Regions from separate parts of the Mus musculus genome. Here region 2 is linked to region 1. Evidence: chromatin contacts called from public ChIA-PET data. All regions are on one chromosome and are shown on one strand. Each heading gives the region's core, a stretch centred on a gene start, on an enhancer-like site or on the middle of the called end of the contact. The rest is flanking DNA. Distances are from core to core; before and after follow the strand shown. Region 1 has its middle 140 kb from the start of Gm39127. Region 2 has its middle 140 kb from the start of 4933430N04Rik.

Region 1 (3,344 bases), core at 554-3,053:
ACAGACACACATAACACCCACAGACACATAGGCAGACAGACAGACAGACATACCCGTAGACAGACATAGACATACCCATAGACACACATACACACAGACACATACCCACACACTCACATACCCACAAACACACAGGGTTTCTCTTTGTAGTTCTGGCTATCCTGGAACTCACTATGTAGACCAAGCTGACCTTGAGCTCAGATATCTGAATGCTGAGATCTCTGTCGTGTGCTGCGCCACCACACCCAGCCTTTTCAAAATTATTTTTTTATATGTCTGGGCATTTTGCCTGAATAAACATGTCTCAGGACCCTGGATCTAGAGTACTGATAGCTGTGAGATGCTAAATGAGTGCTGGGAATCTAACTGTAGCTCTTTGGAAGAATAGTCAGTGCCTTCACCTGCTGAGCCAACTCTCTAGCCCATATATTTCTAAACCTGTTTGGTCTGTATAATGTTACATGTATGTGTTCAGGATGGACTGTTGGACACTGACATTATTTCATTTATCTTGGTAGAAGTTTTACAAGAGGAAGTTCACTGATGTCCACATAGCTTAATTGATGATGAACACATCTGGGAAGCCTTTAGGATATGTTATTCATACCAAACAGTTTGAAAAGATGGGAAAACAGGATATGAAAAAGACAGTGTTTTAAAGGGGAGCAATTCATTTAGATATCACATGCGTGTGATGTTCATCATAGAAGTAAGAGGAGGGTTTGAGCTCACAGAACAGCATGGGCTCCTGGGGATATGCAAAGCCTCTCACATAGTTGGTTTGAGTCAGAAGATGGAAGCGTGTGTTCTCAGCACAGTGCATGGGTGATGATGTGAAGACATGTAGATTTCATGTTTTTCTTGTGCTCCTTTTTCATGTCAACATGAGCTTAAGATATTTCCAGGTCTTCCATCGTCCAGTTTTCCTGGAGAACTGTTCGTATGTGTTTCTTTACACATAAGTGTATTTCCTATCCCTCCATATTCAGCCAGCATTAAAAAGAAAAAAAAAATAAGAGGTCAGTGAACTCATTTCTAATAACCCTCTTCTGTAGTTCCCCAGCTAAAGGATAGCGTTTCCTTCTGCCAAGGAGCAAAGACAACAGGGTAAGATACGGCATCTCACTGACAGGAAGGTGACTTCCAAAGCACTCTATGTCCTAGATTTGTTCTTGGGACCTCGGGTGCGGGAAGTTGGAAATCAGATATATGAGAAATTGGGGAAGATCTTTAACTTTTCCACTTTTACAGCCCATCATTTCCAGAGGAGCCCTTAGGTCTCCTGGGCAAAGGAGAGAGCAAGAAACTAAGGTGCTAAGGAGAGAGGGGAGTCCAGCATTGGTGTGGTTGCAAACCCAGGCACGGGTGGCTATGTGCAGCTAGGCTGTTTGAGCTGTGGAGTAGACAAGGGTGTTTCTAGAGCCCAGAGAAGCTGCCAGGGAAGCATGGAGGTTGAAGTGTCTGGACCCCAGAATGTAAAGAGGAAACAGCAGACTGGTTAAAACACTGCTGCCTCATTCCACCGGAGGTACACATGAGGGAGGGATGACGAGACTGCATCTTTAGCCCAACAAGGAAATTCGACACTCCAGCACATTTCCCCTACAAAACAAGTTTCATTTCATTCCCAGCGATGGGGAGGCAAAGAGACATTTTGGGGTATACAAGATGACTGTTTCGGCCACTGGGCCATGGAGAGCCTTGCTACAAAAGGTAACTCTCAATCATGGCTGTTTACTCAATGCCGAGAGCCACTGCAGGTCACGCTGTTTGCCTGGTGCCACTTGGTCTGCCTCGCTGCCTTCCTGGACAGGAAGCCCTTAAGATTAAAGATTATATTTTTTTTATGGTTGCATGCCTGCCTACTGCAAACTATTAGCCAAAGAGAAATAAATGTAGCTAGAAGTCCATTTGCAGAGAGGATATTAACAATCATTTGTGTGTGTGACATACTAAAAAAATAAAGGCAAATCAAGGAGAGGGATGGGGAGGGGGGAACAGCAAACTCACAGAGTGGGACACTGGGGTGGGTAGTTCTGTCCTTCTCATGTTTGAGATGGGTGTCGCATTGTCATTAAAGTGAAATTGAAAAAGAACTTAGCACGGGACATTAGCAGACAGAGGGCCTCATCTTTCTCTCTCCTCGGTTGTCCTTCACAGAGCATTGTTTTGCAGAGCCATATCTGGGCGAACGGAAGCCCATAAGTATCTGGAAACTGAGGCTTCATGGGCCTGCAGGAGGGAGAGGAAACCAAGGCTTCACATGCCTGCAGGAGGCAAAGGAAGGCTGCTTGTTCCTCCCCAGCAGCCTCTGCTGGGCAGCCTCTGCTTCTGCGGAACACGTTGTGGAAACTCAGCTTCTTCCTACGAACCTGATGAGCGAGTTATGGTTTGGTGTTTCATAATCATGTGATTTGGGTTTATATTTTTGTACTTAACATTTGTCAAAGTAAAGCAGCAAGCTCAACGGATGGATAAATACCATTTTTAAGAATCCTTAGCCTTTCAGAGAGAATTACTGCTAATGCAGAAGAAAATTCCCATTGTTTTCTCCAATGCAGGCTGCTTTTATATTGTACTTAAACACTCGGAGCTCTGAAAGTAAGCTTTAAGAGATGAGATTTGAGGAGCTGTAGACCTGTGGGTGTGTCCATGTGTACTGAGGTATCCAAGGCGACAGAGACAAAGGTGTGTTGACAGTGTCTACAAAGAAGTTCTAAGATGTTTGACTCCTTCAGATTGGTTGTTTACCATCAGTGGATCACAAAAAAACATTTAGACAATCCATACCATAGAAAGCAGCATAACCAAATAATTCTTGTGGTTTTTATTAAAGCAACTGATTTTGAATGTGTACTAGTTATTATCCACATTAATTTGGTGTTCTTAGAAAAACCAGATGACGAAATGTTTGGCATTAGTGAAAGGATTTTCTTTTCTGAAAAAATATTATAGCAGTTTCATATTCTAAGCAGGAAAATATTATAAAATATAACATTTGATTTAAAAGCATGATATACACACACATATTTTAAAGAAAAAAATAAAACGTTCAGGGGAGAAAGCAGTTCCTGAGAATCCCCTTGCTGAATAATAACTGCGAGTATGTTCCAAGTGCGTGCATCTCTAAGCACCTCCATAATAGTCTGTCAACGCTGTTGGCTTCCAAATGAGTCTTTAATAATATCTGCACTATATGTATTTTATGCAGTGAGCACCTGTGGTTGCTTACCTAGTTTTGATACGATCCCCTTAGACAACAGGGGCAGTCATGTTAGTGTTCTTGACGGTACACGTATGCGTGAGGGCAGGTTCGCGCTGAGGTCAGTACAGTGCGTTTACAT
Region 2 (3,344 bases), core at 428-2,927, 130 kb after region 1:
TCATGGGCAATGAAGAAGTCACATGTGAATTCCCTTAAATATAAGCTTACTGAGTTTATAATAAATGAATAATAAGTAAATAAATAAAATTAATTAATTAATTAGACTTTTTAGCTCCTCCTTGGCAAACTCCTCAAAACATGTACAACAGCAACCCCAAATTCTCACCACCCCTCTAAAATTTTAGGGATTTATTATATATAATAAACTGATCAAAGGATTCTAGTCAGCTATTTATAAACCTCCCCACAACCTCCTAAAACATAGCAGGGGGGTTATTTTAGATAAACTCTGGCTGTCCTGAATTTATGCTTTAATGAGCTCCCAGGTGGACAGTTTCATAAATCCACCGTCATGTGTCCAGCACCTCCTTGGTTAGTTAATATATACTGAAGACTAAACCATTCAAACTCCCTAAACAATAGATTCCATCAGTGCTCCTCCCTGGGCAGAAACTGCTACAGTCAAACAAAACAGGAGAAACCAGGGATGACCCCAGAGCATCTTCAAAGCCCAGCAAAACTTCCCCGCGGTTTTTGAGTCAAACTTGATAGTCCATGGAATAGCTCACCTGCCGCCAGAGACTTGTTTACTGCACTCTGATATGATCAAACAAATGCTCAGAAACTGGGGTAGATCCACACTTAGAGAAACAAACCTGTAGTGAAACTCAGCTGCAGAACCCGGATGAGAATTAATTGTCTCAAAAACCCTCAGCCCGTGGCTCCACCAGCCCAACAAGGCTGTGTCTTTATTAGTAATCAGAAGGAATTTGGTACATTGAACACTTTATCACAAGCCATGCTCACGGGTGAATTCTAATTAAAGCAGTTTTATGGCTTAAGAGACAGCCCAAACTTAAAAACATTTTTAAGAAAGGGAAGCTGCTACAAAGCCAGAAGACTGTGAGCTGATCTGTTTGTTTAACCCAGGTGGGCTCTAGAGTCAGTTACGTTCTCTTGTTTATAATTATTTGGGGGTTTGGAGGAGCCTCGAGTGGCTTTTTCCTCTCTCCTTTAAATTAAAGAGCAGCGTGCAGGCTGCTCCATTCGGTTCTGCTTGGGTAAGCCTCTACAGTGAATTGGGGTGTCCCATCACTTCCTGGAGGAACAGTTGGCTGCTGAGAGCAGGTTTATTTAAAGCAAGAAATTTCTTTAAATAAGTCTTTGGTCACGCTGTGGAGGGGGTTGCAAATGCAGCCTGACTGAGACTACCCATGCATGGGGGAGCCTGTAAAGGAATCTCTGCTTGTCTAACCATGTAAGTCCTAAGGAAGGCTTTATTTTAAATTCGAGACTTTATGTTCATTTTATTATACACAGTCTTAATTTGCGCCTCAAAAGAGGGGGCTCCAGGGCGGACATAAAATTAACTTCTCTTTCAGTGTGCTAACCTTTTGGTTTTAATTTATTCACTTGTCAATCTTATGAATGCCTGGTGAACTCAGGCTATTGATTTCCGTGGCCAATGCTATTTTTCCTGTTTATTATAATATATTGTCCCATTGTTACCAGCGCTTGCACTCAGCTAGATTTCCCACACAGTGGACAGGAAACCGTTCCATGGCATCAGACTTCCTTAGATTGATTTTCCAGAGGCTGGGAGGGACCTGCCCACTCCTAGCTCTTTGTGCTGGGACAGCCCAAGGGCCCCAGCAGGCCTCCTTGGACACTTCCTCCCAGGCCCCAGAGTGGGGGTGGCCTGTCGCCCCTCCCGAGACAGTCCCCGCAGCCCTGGGAAACGCTCCTTATCAGTGCCAAGGTTATGTCATTTCTTTTTACATACGATGTTTATTGTTTTTAGAGCCAGCACTGTGGGAATGTTCTTTTCAAGCGCGACAATAGGGCAGCCACAGAGGCAAACTGGTGAATCCCCAGCCCGGAGTTGCGGGCCGTCCATGCAGCTGGGTAGGGTGGCTCTGCGCAGGCTCCTGATTAATTGATTCAAAGATTTAGCACCAGTCTTTAACCGGGATCTTGCCTGTGGGTTGCTTAAAACACCAAGAACGCTTTTAAGGTGGTCCAGGAAATGAATCTGTTCCTTGCTCCGCCTCCCTTCCCCCACTCTAACTCCTTCCGCTCTGCCCTCCTCTCCCTCCTCCACATCTTCTCTCCTCAGTTCCCGGCTTTCCCTCTCTTCCTCTCTCCCTCCCTCCTCTCAACACTGCTGTTACTATTTTTTTTTCCTAAATACCCCCAAGCTTTGAAGGCAAGCATCAGCACGCAACCCATGATTTGGGATTTAAGAGACACCTGCCCTACATATAGGCTCCCAGTTTGAAATAATTTGAAACTCAACAAATTGCCTGAGACAACACATGTGGGGTTTTCATATTTTAGAAAAGTAGGTCGCTACAATTATTGACTTGCTCGAGTATGCACTATCAAACTAAAAATCATTATAATTTTTCTTATCATAAATTTGCTTTCTTAGGAATAGTTTACTGTGAAAATTTACCCATACCATGTAGTAGATAATATTATTTTTAAAAACTGGGTGCTATGCTTTGGAAGGAGTTATTAATTTACAGCCTGAAATCACGTATCCCCCACCCCCACCCCCCTAGGAATTCATTATCAATTAGAGAATCTCCTCCAGGAGGCGGGCAGATGAAAGAGTTCCAACCACAGGCTCAGTCCACCGAGGCGCTGGTGTGTGAAAGGCACTTTGGAGTCTCCTGGTTCCTCTGATTGAAGTGCAGGGGTTTGCGGGGATGGGAGGAAGAGAGAGCATTTGTTCTAAGGACTCCATCAAGGAGAACCCAGCTTGGGCATCTGAGAATACATCCTGAGGCCAGGGACGTAGCTTCTGCTGAAGGTTGCAGTTGCCCAGCAAGAATCCTTGCTATTGACAGAGACCCAGGGAGATTCAGGTTCAGATCAGTTGAAAATATAGATCCCACTTGTTTACCTCCGCAGGGGTGGCACTCACGGGGGTGGGGGGGCACTCACAACTTTTGCTGAGTTTCTGTGAACCATCTTGGAGGTTTAAACTGTCTAGAACCGGTGGGATCTCAGACAGGCTTTCAGATCTGTATACATTAGAGAACCTTGAGTTGCTCTTTGACTCGCTTGGAAACGGGTGGTATTTGAGACCCACTTTTGTCTTGGGAAGAAGCCACCAAATAGATGGTTTCCCTCTTAGGGGAGCAGGCATTTCCTTCTTAGTGAATACATACGGTGGATTCAGTTTGACTTGACCAGGTTCTAGGGGATGTGCAGGTAAGTTCTGCTTCACAGCAAAATGGAAATATTCATAGACAAGACACTAATTCTGTCTCCCAGAAGGGGCTGCGAGCTACCTCAGAGTTGCTTTGAATCATAGCAGAAGCAGGCAGACCATGG

What was found. ChIA-PET counts read pairs in DNA pulled down with a chosen protein or histone mark.
Region 2: an H3K27ac ChIA-PET map of liver shows a contact between it and region 1, with 9 times the contacts expected there. The contact joins two enhancer-like sites. A contact is called at or near these places in 10 of 484 Hi-C or Micro-C datasets (cerebral cortex, embryonic stem cells, liver and 3 more) and 2 of 115 datasets of contacts at active chromatin or transcription factors (embryonic stem cells and liver).

What each region holds. Positions count from the first base shown.
Region 1 is chr8:8,865,813-8,869,156 of GRCm38.p6, forward strand. No RefSeq gene overlaps it. Among named protein-coding and RNA genes, the nearest start is that of Gm39127, 140 kb to the left of the region's middle. Within about 2 kb of position 1,804, at least 6 of the 459 cell types and tissues checked have an H3K27ac peak or open chromatin away from gene starts, as enhancers often do. A contact at or near this core is called in liver, where this site is marked.
Region 2 is chr8:8,993,049-8,996,392 of GRCm38.p6, forward strand. No RefSeq gene overlaps it. Among named protein-coding and RNA genes, the nearest start is that of 4933430N04Rik, 140 kb to the right of the region's middle. Within about 2 kb of position 1,678, at least 105 of the 459 cell types and tissues checked have an H3K27ac peak or open chromatin away from gene starts, as enhancers often do. A contact at or near this core is called in liver, where this site is marked.